2 separate regions of the Anser cygnoides genome follow, and region 2 is linked to region 1. Evidence: chromatin contacts called from public Hi-C data. All regions are on one chromosome and are shown on one strand. The core of a region is the stretch at or near the end of the contact, and the rest is flanking DNA. Distances in the headings are between cores, read along the strand shown.

Region 1 (6,870 bases), core at 2,811-5,310:
TAGGCAGGGACAGGCAGACCTGCAGACTCCATTCGGCACCGTTTGCATCCATTGCTGAAATACAAGCTTCTTCTGAATCACCAAGTAGACTTTGGGGGATACTTATTTATTTATTTATTTAAACAAAGCTGTCTGATAGTAGTGCTAGTGCAGAGCGGGAACAAAGGATTTTGTTGTTTTTTGAACCATTTTGTGGATGGGTGCTTAGGGCAGGTGTCTTACAGAGTTCTGGGAAACTCTAGATGTGAAAACAAACCCAAAACCCAGGCCGTAGTGAGCTCTGAACTGCCCCTTTCAGCCTCCACCCCTACCACTGCAATCAGGCTGCTCTTCTACAGAGAGAATGGCTTCGTGCTACTTCTCTGCGTGCTTCTGCAAAAAAGCATTTCTAGAGGGGAGCTTTCTTACACATATGCAGAACAAATTTTAGCAAAACATTTCACTTTCTTGTGTCTGCAGACTAATGAAAATGAACTCAGTCATGACTTTTCAAAGTGTGGGCTGAAGCAGAAGCTCTCAAGGCATTTCACTGCTGATTCTGATGCAGCTGTTTGTTTAAGGCATCTCTTTCGAAGCTGGAGGTGGCTGTTAATTTTATTCAGGAGAGGAAAACGTTTGCATTGCTGAGCTGGATCCTCTGTAGCTCAGCTGATTCTTGTTCTCAGGCTGGGTGTGGCAGGTGAAAAAGACATTCTGTCAGGGGGATAAAACCAGGGAGGACTGCTTTAAATTTTAATACAACTAATTTTGAATAACCTTCTCTAAAGTGTACTAAAGTAACCTTCTCTAAAGTGTACTAAAGTGCAACATGTGCATTTTACCGGCACCCCCTGCCCCGCCTCAACTGCTCTGTTTTAAACCATTTCAGTGCTTCTAGCTTTCCAATATCTGATGCAACTTCTGAATGCTCGGCTCCTTTAGGTATAAGGAAGCGCCTGGCGGCTCTGTAAGCCCTGAATTGCGGTGTGTAAGGCTGTAACTGGCACACAAATGGTAGAGAGGGAGTGGGGGGGGGCAGGTTGCCCTTATGGGGCTGATGCCAGCTTGGTGGTGGGCAGCTTCCCTGCAGACTGTCACTGTGAGCTAGCCTGTGCCATTGTCCCCATGAGACAGCTTGGGGATTATGGCCTGGAGAAACGGTCCATGTAATTCATTGGGATGATGATAACGTGTGGTGTGGGAGCTTTACGTGTGGTGTGATCGCCCGCTGAGCCTGCAGCTTTGCCACTGTTGTCGCTGTTGGTTACGCTTGGCCCCACAAACGCGGGCAGGGCATCCCGAGGTGAGCGGCTGGCAGAGCTGCAGGCGATGCTGGGCTTCGGTACTGGCAGTGCACCGGCCTGCTGGGATTGCCAGGTGAAGTAAAATTAGTTATCCAGGTTTTCCTCGCATTGTGGATGAATTTAGGCAGGGGCGTGAATGAGCTTGTGCCACATTGCGAGTAGTGGGGGATGAAGCTGATGACATAAGCTGATGTCCATCCCCTCTCCAACACTATGTGTGCTAATTGCTATTGCATCTTCATTCAGTCCTTCCAGTGCTGGATAATATTGCAGAGATTCCCCTGGTAGTGGCCAGCAACAAATTATGAAGATCACAGCTCTCCTACTCCGTTGTCTGCAACTTTGAGCGTATTCACATAGCCTTTTCTCAGGAAAAATGCAATTGCACATATTGCTCAAGCTGTTTTTTTAAGATTACCTCCTTCCCCCCAGCCCTTGCTCTGCAAGGAGGTGACAGTTGTGGGCGGATTGAGCCAAGTCTGTTTTTTAGGTATTAGGAGGTACTTAGAGGAGTTTCTGTGGAGAGCACCATCTGGACACAGAGATTCATTTGTTGAGGAGCTGCGCTGATCCCAGAGGAAAATGATTCGGGTGTGGTGTATGTATGTACGCTACTGTAGGCTGAAAAGGCATTCGTGGAAGGTGTAGGCTGTTAGGGGGCTACTGTGGGACTTTGTGGTTCTTGGAGAAATAACTGGCTGAAAAACAGTAGGAAGTCCAGGCAAGTGGGCACATCTGTTTCTTGAAGGGTCTGGTGCTGACCTCTTTAAGGCACGAGCTACACAAAGGGTTCTAATCATTGCTAATAATTCTAACCAATTTTCTCCTATATAACAAATTCAGCAGTAATATAGGTGCTTAGGTACTTGGGGTTCACGTCCCCCGCTGATCTGGATCCCGCTTGTGCAGCATTTGCTGCAAACGGGTTACGTTCTTGGGAAGAGTTTACATTTGAAATGAAAAAGCACGTTTCCAGCTCGACCCCTGTGTTTGGATTGCCAGAGCAAACTCGAAAGGGAGACGCTTGTGCCCTTGGACAGGGATCCTGTTTGTCCTGCTCCGCTGAATTTAACCCGCTGTGTTTGATGCTCTCGGTGAGGGGACTGGTTGAGGATCAGAGCGGGGGCACCGGGCGCTGGGGGGCATTGCACTGCCGGAGGTTCACGTGGAGGCAGCAGAAGGATTAAAGGGCGCGCCCTGAAAAGAGGCGCTTCATGTCACCGATAAGTGGTGCTGAGCAGGCCGGGGGAGAGGAGGTTAATGCCCCTCTTACCCAGGGTCTGTTTAAAGAAGCCAGTCATTTAGCTAAAATATACATCTACAGTTCATTTCTGTTTAAACTGAAATTACCGAGCAAAGAGATGCATCCTGGGAGCAGATTAAGCCATATGCTAGGAAAGAAGCACATTTCTCTCCAGCTCGGGTGACAGTGGCATGCTTAGGGGGTTTTCTGCATTAAATATTTGATAAATCTGTAGTAGAGTCGAATTCCGTTCGCTTTCAATTACTTTTGATTTTTCAAGCCTTCCAGGATCCTGACGTTTTTCTTCATCTTGCCTTTTTTTCTGCCCCCCGCCCCCATGGTGATCCTGTTTCGTCTGGGAAGGAGCCCTTGGGTGTAACGGGGCACGGCCACGTCCTGGTGATGGGCAGAGCAGTCCCCGCGGAGCCGGCGATAAGGCTCCATTTCTGACGCAGGGAGGTCTGGTGTCGCGGGGAGGTCCGCGCCTGAAATTTATTGCATCAGAAAGATTTGATTAGCTGTATTGTATTAGCACAGGTTTTATTGCTACTTCTTATATGTTATTAAAAATCCCTTATTAAAAGGGCGGGCGTGCGTATTTGCTTCTAAAGAACCGTGTCTTGCTCTGCTGTTGGCAGCAATTTGCCATGGTGGTGGCAGCAGCCAGTGCATCGAGGATGGTAGGAGGGGAGGAGTGAATGCAGGGGGGGCGTTTGCTCTCCCTTAAAATCCCTTTTTCTTTGATAGTTAATTCTTAAATTGCTAGTCAGAAAATATTTGGTTGTTGTTTCATTTTTTTTTTCTTCAGCTTAGAGTTTGATGCCCTTTTCAGCAGGGTTCTGGCTGCTCCTCTCCCACAGAGGCGTAGTTGGAGGGTGTTTGCATGTAGCTGCCGTGCCTGTTTGCTTTCTCCTCGGCTGCCGGCGGAGCAAAGGTCGCAGCTTTCACCTGCTCGGCGCTGAGCAGCCCGGTCGCGTTTCCAGCCTTTGCATCAGCTCATCTTCCCAGGGAGCTCTGCACTCAGGTGATTTCTGCTGAGCAGATGCACCCATGTTGTCCCCACTTCGTAATTTACGCCAGGCAACGTGGTGGTGTTCGCAATATGCCGAATGGAGAGGGAGGTCAAGGGGAAAAAACCAAACTGCATAAGCAGTTGGTTGTTGCTGTTTTAGACAGTCTGTTCTTGCTGCTGCTTTAGTGCTCATGTGCTTTGGTCCAGCAGACTCTGGACTGTGGAGGGTAAATAAAAATGTTTTGTAAGCATTGGTGTGCCGGGCCGAAAGTTTTGTTGCGAGGAATCAGCATGTCCCTGTGCGGAGCAGGGTTGCTAAAAATACTTTCACCCAGCTAGGGGTGCAGCCCGGGGGCTAGCTTGCAGTCTCTCCCCTGTTTTAACCAGATCTGCGGTTGTTTGTCTCCTGAGAGACCTTCCTGATACCCTGTTAAGACCCCCTCCGGAGATGTTTTCTGTCATTTTATTCCCCACAATGATATCTGAGCTTCGAATGCCCCGTCCTTCAGAATATCCGATACACGGGAAATTAATCTTTCCCCAGTCTGTTTTCCATAAGGTTATAGGTATTTAAGAAATGCTGGAGACAGCTGAAACAAAAGACCTTACCAGACAGAAAATGTAATACCAGCCACCTGACTGGCTCTGTCTTTCCTAGCTGTCTGCTAACAGCCCTCATTTCCCCGTGTCTTCGGGCCTGGGCGAAGTGTCTCCTCTCTGTTTGCCAACAGCTCAGCTGCGTATTCATCAACCGTAATAAAAATGTGTGCTCGAGATCAGGCAAGTGCCTCACGATCCTGGCCCAGTCTGAACGTCTCCGTGGTCTCTGCAGCTCTTCTGGTGGCCGTGGTGGCCGGAGCGGTGCTTACCCCGTGGGTATGGTCACAGTGGTACGGTCACACAGCTGGTAAGGCGATATCCGCGGCAGATTTTAATCTGGCCACAGGTGACCCTCGGGCTGACGGCATTTTGGGAAGCTTAAGCTCAGGTGGAAGAGCCTGGTGGTGCCACCTTCCTCCGTCACCTGCCGGTGCTTGTCAGCACCTTGGCGTTGCCCAATGCCGGTTTAACTCCTTGTCAATTCATCTCTGTTACCCAAGTCATCTGCTGACAAAACAAAGATCTGGGTCACTGCTCTTAAAATAGATGCAGCATTAAGCAAATTGCTCAAGCAAGCTCTCCTTTCCTCTGAGAAGGCAATGTCAACCCAACCTCACAGGGATACCCCTAACAAGCACATCCTCCTCCTGCGGAGGCCCTGTCAGCTCGGCTACGCTCGCCCGATAAGCTTTTAAAATGCAGTGTCCAGCGGTTTGCATAATGGTTGACTTTTTCTTTATTTTAATGCAGATGTATGCATCGACGTGACCTCCTTTTGCAGGTGGTCTTTGCAAATCTTGTATTTGTTTGTGGTCTGGTGCCCGGAGGTGCTGTGATTGGCACATTTAACTTCCGTCTGCAAGAGCTGTGATAAATTATGCCCGTACCAGCCGATTGTTGCCCTTGCTTTTAGGCAGAGTTCAGCAGTGCCAATTTTATCTTGATAAGAGTCATCCAGCAACCGCTTTGACCACACTGTGCCAAGCCCACGTATGGGTGTGCAACCAGTCAAGGGTGAATTACTCATGAAATCCGTTTTTAAGGTCGCTTAAGTTTTTAAGTCTCTGTGGACTCTCTGATCCCAGGTTTCTGGGGCTTCCTGCCCGACGTGCCCTTCTGTCAAAGCCCCGCGGGCTGCCTGGGCCTGGGCTGCAAAACGGCCGCGTCGTCTTCTGCTTGTCCTGTGGGGATCTTTTACTCTGAAGTGGGCTTCTGGGAATGCTGCTGGAAAATACAGGGTTTGAAAAAAGGGGAACGGGAAGCTAGGCTGCTGGGGGTTCTTGCTCATCAGGGTCCACCTCTGTCTGTGTGCGCTGCCTTCTGCTGTGGGCATGGACAGCACATGGCGTGATAAATCGGGAAGTCCAGGGAGAGCTTCCAGTTACGGGGCAAGCAGAGAGAAATGTGGTCTGGCAACCCAGGAACGGGGTCCCTGCTCGACCGCAGGCCAGCCTGGGCTGGTGGTAGCAGAAAAGTCCCTCTAATGATGGGGGAGACGGCAGTTTGCTACTAATTATATCATAGAAAATACGGTATGATTTGGAGGGAAGGGTGGTTAGGCAGGGTGAGCCCCCATAATTTCCCTTCCCTTTTTGATAACGTTACGTGCTGCCCGCTCCGTTTTCGCTCCGGGCAGTGTTGCAGGTAGTGCCTTGCTATCTTCTGGGACCATCAGCACAAATCGTGTGTGTCTCAACAGCCACGTATGGGTCAAGTGAAACGCTGGCGAGAATTGTGTGCAACGGGGCTGTGACTGGAGCTGAAGGCTTACCTTTGGGCTGCAGAAAATGGCTCTTCCTTTGAGGACTCCACAGCCACATGAGCACTCAGGAAGCGTATGGGGATGCTGGTGGTGCTTCTGTAGTGGATTAGCTAGAGCATTTGGCTAGCTGGAAACTGGGGTCTGAGCTCTTCCCCTGAGACGTGATCCCTTACCTCCTGCCCCCTGAGAGCTGCTCCATCATCTGCTGTGCTGTAGGAAAGTCGTGGTGGAACCGACCCTGCTCTCTTCCTGAGACTTTAATACTTTGCATGAATAGAGAGGGGAGACCAGGAAGCTGGCACCCATTTCAGCCCCTTCCTTGACTGCATTTGCAGGAAAAAAGTGCCTCAGCACTGACAGGGGAGGGCAGGCCTGGCTGAACGGAGAAATTCCTGCTGGTAGGTGCCAGTTTACCCCCAGCGAAGGACTGAAGGACAGAAGGAGCCAAATTCTTCTGTAAATACCATGCTCAATGAGAACACAAAGCTTGTTTGCCTCCTTTATCAGGCTTGCCAGTAGATTACAAGTCCAAACCGTCTCTTGTATATCAGCTAAGAACAAAATCATTTCCTTTCACAGGACAGAAGGAAAATCAAGGAACACTGTGGTAACTGTTAGTAATGTTTCTCTACTTCCCCATCCTCAGAAGCACATCCCCATGATGTTTCTGTTGCTTGCTTTACTTGGCTTATCGGGAATAGCTTCAGAGGTGTTTTTTGTTGGGCAAGAACTGGGTGTGCCGTATTATGTGTATATGGTGATGAAGTGTTGCTTTGTTTCCTTTTTCCTTCTAAACTGTTGTACCTCAGAGGAAGCGATAATGAGAAAACAGAAATGCCAGGCACTGACTTTAAACTGCCTGCTCCAAGGGAGCTTGCTGCTTTGAAAATGAACTCCTTTACCTTGACGTGCTGCCATTGGGGTTAATCCTGACCTGGAGCCTCGCGCTTGCCTTTTCATCTCACGTTCT
Region 2 (6,870 bases), core at 3,218-5,717, 92 kb after region 1:
GCACGTATGAAATGAAAAAAACTCCCTAGAAAGAGGTTTTGTATAGATTGAATGTGATGGCAGGATGCTGTGATCCTGTCAAAATACTGAAGTGATTTGACTGCCTCGTCAAAATCAACATAATACAGACTTGGCTTGCTTGCTGGGCTTGGTCTTTGCCTGGATTGACTTATTTATGAACTTGTACTGTCAGAGCATCCCTCTCCCTCTCTCATATGTGCTTTCTGCATGTGTTAAAGGGATAGAGATGCATATACAGTATTTGCATGACCATTTCATGAACCTTTTTTTTGGATTCATAACAGTCTAGGTGTGAGGAATAACAGAAAGCAGCGAGGTTACCTTCAGTTGAGCCGCCTGGATGGCACTAGGAAAGTGAAGCGATGGGTGGGAGCCATTGTTGGTTTTGCGTTTAACCATTTAATGGAAGCGTTTGCTGCCCAGGCACAGGAGCAGTATGAGAACACCAAATAGGCAAAAAGTGAATCTGGCCAAAGCAAGGACTGCTGAGATTCAGCTGTTTTTATTTAGTGTAGTCAGTGGCAAGTTATGAGAAAATAGGCCAAATGATGAAAAATACAGTTGAGAATATTTTCATTAATGGCATTTTGCAAGGCAGCTTGTTTGGTGACTTCTGTCTGGAGAGGTCCTCTTGCAAGAGTTCAAATTAATTGCAAATTTAGAAAGATGGTGCTCCAGTTTGACAAACTTACATACCCTGTCACTTTATGTGGTGTGCAGGAGGAGTTCAGTTGGGTTTATGCCCTTCAAATTGTGTCAGTGAGAATTTGACCCCACGTGCTGGTGTTGAACAGCCAACAATGTTCAACACCCGCGTGTTGTTCTAAGAGGATTTATTTGTGTGGCTCTTAAGGTGAAAATTAAAATAATTGTAAGCTCTCGCAGACCTATCTCAGTGAGCCCAGGTGCACGTAAAAGCAGTGTGGTGCTTCTCGCATTGGTAAAATGTTGGCAGCAGCTCTTGCGGCTTTCCTCATGGCTCGTCTGAAGTAGACATGCCCTTAGATAGCATGGGCAGGTGGAGACACACCAGAGCTGCCCTGCCTGTGCTCCAAGCAAGCTGGATGCAGGCCAGCTCTGGCCCAGAAGTAGCAGAGCTGGGTTTGCATGATCTGCTTTCACTAATACATCCTGCCTTTCAGGGCAATTATGTCTGTGAAAGAGGGCACATTACTGCAGGGCTGTGCCAAAGTGCTGCAGGTATGTCAGCATCGCCCTGTGTCCATCTAGCCTGATGTTCGGCTGGAGGACGCTCAGCTCTGTTTTGGATGCACACTTGCAGACAGCGCTTGTACCATCCTCAGGGACGTGATGTTCTGTGGAAGGAATTAAGGAATTCAAAGGAATTAGGCTTTGGGGGAGAATAGAAAAAAATTGTTTGAGCTGAGTTCTAGCTGTGATCTTAAGTTTTGCTTTTTTTCCCCCCTTCACGTTTTCTCAGGTCAAAAAAGTTTTTCAGCTTTATAGAAGGCTGTCTAGTGAAGAATTACATGCAGAGACCTTCTACGGAACAACTGTTGAAACATCCGTTTATACGTGACCAACCAAATGAAAGGCAAGTTCGAATCCAGCTTAAGGACCATATAGACAGGACCAGGAAGAAGAGAGGAGAAAAAGGTATGCAGCTTCTAAAAATCCAGTCTTGCAGCTTATTAGAAATAGGTATTTGTGCCCTGCTTTTTCTTCTAAAACCCCACCCCTAGAAAAGTTCCAAACAACCCATCCCCTTGAGAGGTTCTTTTTTCATTCACGTGTTGACTATCAGCAGACTTTTAGGTTTTGTTCTCTCCATCTACAGAGAAAATATTGGTTGCAAGTGTCATATTTTCAGAGAATTTAAATTTACTCTCATCTAGGCTATGCCTCTTCTGTGTGAGTGTTAATCAGTAGTCAGGAGGATACTGGCATATATGCCTTTCCCTTTTTTGTTTTGTAGTAAGTTAATTCCTGGAATGACGCCATAAATCAGACTCACAGGAAATAACACATCACAAGACCTATGAAGCGAACGTCTTGGGCAGCCTGTACTCTTTGTTCAGGTGCTGCCAAGGTTTTCCAGGTGTCTTGTCTTACATGTAAAACTTGGTGTCATTCAGGAAATGTGCTGAAAATCCACTGCAAAGCACTGCGCCGCTTTACATGTGTGGGAAGATGGGCTTTGTATATGCAGAATGAATCCTAGGGTCTGAGATGGATCTTCTCACTGAAGGGGACAGGAACTGGTTCATTAAGGTGCTGCTGCAAGTCCCCACTGTCCTCAAGTTAAAGATAAGCACTACCTGGACCATTGTTTCTTTCCTGTTAGATGAGACGGAGTATGAATATAGTGGAAGTGAGGAAGAAGAGGAGGAAGTGCCTGAACAAGAAGGAGAGCCAAGGTAATAACTGCTGTTTGGAGGACTCTGGGCAGTTCATGCCAAGTTAGTCTAAAGCCCATGACTATAAATCAGGAGCACACTAAATTTCTGTCTTCTATTAAGTGTGTGCACAAGCCACACAAACCACCCGGAGGGTTTGAATACCTCTTGTATGACTGCTAAAGGTTTTAAAGCTCCCTCTCATATGGCTTAGAGCCAGAGAGCTCTGAATGGAAGGAGATTTATGGTAAATGTGACTGGTCAGGGGCTCCGAAATGTCAGAGTTGGTCCTTATTTTGCTTGGCCTCATTTCACGCCTTCCACTGCGAGTGCGTATTTGATGTGCATCCAGTGTCTTCATTCTGAAAGAAATGAGATTAAAATTTAACGTCATGATATATTTTATTAATGTTCCCCTGCTTTGGAAAAGGTATTTAATGGCCCATCAGGCTTTATTGTATGGGAGGCTTCAACTTCCTTTTGTTGCAGTTCCATTGTCAATGTGCCTGGAGAATCAACCCTCCGACGTGATTTCCTGAGGCTGCAGCAGGAAAACAAGGAACGGTCCGAGGCCCTTCGGAGGCAGCAGCTGCTGCAGGAGCAGCAGCTCCGCGAGCAGGAGGAGTACAAGAGGCAGCTGCTGGCAGAGAGGCAGAAGCGTATCGAACAGCAAAAGGAGCAAAGGAGACGGCTGGAAGAGGTAGAGACGGCAGGCTGGTGCTCGGCGCCAAGAGCCCCTTTTCCACTTGTGTTTCCCATTCCCACGCCCATTTAGAAAGAGTTCCCTGTAGCTCCAGCACATCTCAGGAAGGAAAACAACACGTGCAAATCCACTGGCAAATGTAGAGCAAAACACTTAAATCCATGTTTGGCTACTTGAATATGAGCAGTCTCCCGAAGCACTGAATATCCAGCAGCTCCTATGGAGGCAACAGAAGCCAAAGCCTAGTTGTTTGAAGGTATCTGGGGGAAGGCTGGGCCTTGGTCTCTGTTCCAAAGAAGAGACAACATGTCTAGGCTTTAGGTAGCTGTAGAGAATGAGAGACATTAATTATTCCCCTATGGATTTTTTTTTTTAATTGGGCAGTGCCTTAAGATGATTTTGAGGGGGGACATGACATGCTTAGAATTTCACTTGAAAGCTTTCTCAAACATCTGTGTTTGGCACTCATTCATGGTAGGCAGAAACCTTTTTTTTCGTGTATTACTCCTCTCACACATAGTACCATGATGACTAAAAGCCACACAGAATTATAAATATGATTTAAAATCGGTGCTGAAATTATAATTGTATAAAAATTGTTAATAACTAAATCACACTTTTGTGGTATGGCAGGTGTGCAGTATACAGTCTGAAAAGTAAAGGAAAAATGCAGATATAGAATACTGTTCTGTCCTATTTTTTGCCTCCTAAGATCTTGTGCATGTTTATATCTACATAGTAGAATATTCACTATGAGCTTCAGAACTTTCAAAACGGTTCTTTAGCCAAAGCTGGGTATGAAAGCTGCAGTGAAACCAATCATCTGGCTCCTCAGGAAGTGCAGGGTCAGATTCCAGTCGTCCTTAAATGACCTCTTGTTTGAGTCGCTGTTTCTACTGTTCACTTAGCAATGGTGGAAAAACTACACCCAGTTTGGTTTTCCAAATCCTTGTAATGTTTAACGAGGAGGCAACCAGGACCAAATGTTGATTTGCATCCTGACTTTAAATTTCACGTGACGTGTTTACGTAACAAATAATAGAAGATTCCAAATGGCTTTTCAGGTCACGCTATGCTCCTTATCCCTCCTTTTCAATGTGCCAGTGAATTTAGTGCTGTTGTAAGAAGGGACTGGTAGCAAACACTCAGCCACACATAGAACCAGGAGGAGGAGGGACACGGGGGAGGCTTATAAACTCCATTTTCTCCTCTGTTTCTTCCCCACCCTTCTGAGATTGCCAAGATAAACATCATTGCTCATCCAGCTGTTTTTAGACTCTGGCTCCGTAGCGATGTTGCAGGGGGAGCAGATCATAAAAAGATGCTATGAAGAGAGAACAAGGAGCCAATGTGAAAATATTTTTTTTTAAATTAATAATGTCAAACAAAGGTGGGCAAAAGTTGAGATATCACTTATCCTCTAAACTTTAGCTTAGTCAACAAGGTCTTTTAAATGCCTCTTTAATCTCTAGGGTTCTGCAGGGGTACTTCTCCAGTGAGAAAGGGGATTACAATTAAATTGTCTAGGTCATTTAACTTTAGTAGTTTCCTTTTAAAATAAAGGAGACATTGCTGCTAATAATGGGAATTAAGCAATATCCCTCTTTGCTGCACAGGGTTGAAAGTTTTTTTGAGATGTTGCAGAAATCACAATTTAATGAGCAATTGAAAGAAAAGTCAGGTATCTGAAAGCTATGTTTAAAACAGTTCTGCTGCTTCTTAAAATACAAGGCAGAGCTAACAACTTTAGCAACCACAAGACAGCATGTAATGTAGGTTGATGTATTACTGAATAAGGTTACACAGCAAGCCATGTAGAGTTTGAAAGAGAGAAGCTATTATCTTTTATTGAGTCTATAACCTCTGCCTGGTTCACTTAGAAACATAAATATGAATGACAAGCTGTAAAGGTTTCCTTTTGCAGGTGGTGCTGGTGAATATTGTCCTTAAAATGAATTAAATGAAGGTTCACAGTAAGCTTTTAAAAAAAAAAAAACAACTCAATTTGTTGGATCTTCTGTTGGAAAAATGTGTGGTCCCCGGTGATTCCTAACAAAGCAACAGCCAAAACAAGCTCTTTAAGATGGGGGAAGGGTGGTAGACACGTATTTAGATAAACATCAGTGTTGTGACACAATTGAAGGCCAAAATATTGAAATGTTGTCACTCTGTCCTTAACTCACCCACTGTTTTGATGAGGCTAGTAAACAATGAGAAGCTTGGTAATGTGAGTTAAGATTAGCATCAGGCATTGAATCTCTGGGTTTACATCGGTTTGTTGATATTTTTACGAAGCATTGCTTTCTTTTAATTTTTGCCTGTATACAGTAATTGTGTATTTTGGTATACCTATTTGACGTTCTTTGGGAAGAATTTTATGTGTTAGATAATCTCCTTGGACAAGTTGCTTGTCCCCCCCCCTCATTCCTAAATTAAAATTGAGGACTTGTTCTTACAATGCTGGCCCAGAGCCTAGACAGTTTTGACTAAGACTGCAACAGGAACGGTGCTTAGGACATCTGCCAAATATAATTCTCAGCAGTGTAAGAGAAAAGATTACTTTTTAAAAGGCATAGAGGTGACTTTTACAAGTTGTTGCAGGGACCTTGTGATTTGTGTATGACTTAGGAGGTGGAAATTATACATGGTCAAAGTGCAGGAAATTACTTGAAACATTTTGTAACGGGGATTGCTCTTGCTCCTTCCCACCCTCCTTTAAAAATGAGCATAAGGATTCGTTGCATAACTATCAGCTCCATGACATACGAGTACTTAGATGGTTAAAACAAGAGATCTGAGCTGTGCTAGGCTGTTCCAACAGGTGTCTGTGTTTCTGTTCAGCAACACGGAGACACCATTGCTCGGTGTGATGCATGTGGAGACACATTTGAGTTTTACTTCGCAAAACTGAGTCTGGTTTGACAAATGCAGAATTAGCTGTGGTGGGATCCCATTCTTTGTGGACCTCTGCAGTTTTGGGTAAGCTGATTAAATGATGTCTCTGTCCCTGGTTATGAGAACCTAAGATGGATGTTTTTGAGGTGATAGGGTATAGCTCCATTGGCAAGCAGTACAGTCCAGTAGAAACAGATTTTGATTTACAGCACAGTAATTGTTGTGCTGAGGACCCAAAGACTTCGCTACGTGTGTTTGAAGACAGGAGGAGTCGCTTTGGATTAGCCGAGGTCTAGACTGCCTGCCTGCTTGCGGTTGGAGTGCATCTGCCTTTTTAATTTCATCCAAAAGGAGTGGTTGGCACTATGAAACCTCTTTAAAATATGAAACAAAACCTGGTAAGAGGAGATGATTGGATGATTCACTTCAAAAGAGCATTCCTGATTTGAACTAAGATGGTAATGTACGTGTACCCGCAGGTGATTTCTGTCGGGGTTTGTTTCTTTTACATAAGGGCAGATTATTCATATCTACTTCATTTAAATAGCCTGCAGTTTGGACTGGTTCTGAGTAAGAAGTTCTACTCCTGACTTATCTCTACTATTTTGTGGGCAAAATAAAAGTCTCGTTATCAGTCTTAATAATCCTCTTCCTAAGCTGATAGCAGCCTACCTAGTTCTTTGTGAAAGAAATCATAAATGCATGTATTTATCAGCCTTCAACTGAGTATAAGGAAGAGTAATAATATTCTATGAATATAAAAATAGGGTGGTCTATATTCATCTTAGGCAATTCACTGTATGAACCGGGTCCTGGATTTGTTGGTATATACCAACTGCATGTGTACTTGCATTGCCCCCTCCTGGTAAATCGTGCTCTACTGCATGGTCTTCC

Evidence for each region. A called contact is a pair of places that touch in the nucleus more often than the background predicts.
Region 2: a Hi-C map of liver shows a contact between it and region 1, with 4 times the contacts expected there. The contact joins two enhancer-like sites. A contact is called at or near these places in 2 of 7 Hi-C or Micro-C datasets (both in liver).

What each region holds. Positions count from the first base shown.
Region 1 is chr1:143,265,496-143,272,365 of Taihu_goose_T2T_genome, forward strand. All of the region lies in intron 2 of MAP4K4 (mitogen-activated protein kinase kinase kinase kinase 4), which reads left to right. Among named protein-coding and RNA genes, the nearest start is that of MAP4K4, 19 kb to the left of the region's middle. Within about 2 kb of position 4,061, at least 2 of the 3 cell types and tissues checked have open chromatin away from gene starts, as enhancers often do. A contact at or near this core is called in liver, where this site is marked.
Region 2 is chr1:143,357,209-143,364,078 of Taihu_goose_T2T_genome, forward strand. It overlaps MAP4K4 (mitogen-activated protein kinase kinase kinase kinase 4), which reads left to right. Exons shown (of 30, transcript XM_066984391.1): 10 at 1,463-1,638; 11 at 2,327-2,399; 12 at 2,868-3,078. Among named protein-coding and RNA genes, the nearest start is that of IL1R2, 72 kb to the right of the region's middle. Within about 2 kb of position 4,468, at least 1 of the 3 cell types and tissues checked has open chromatin away from gene starts, as enhancers often do. A contact at or near this core is called in liver, where this site is marked.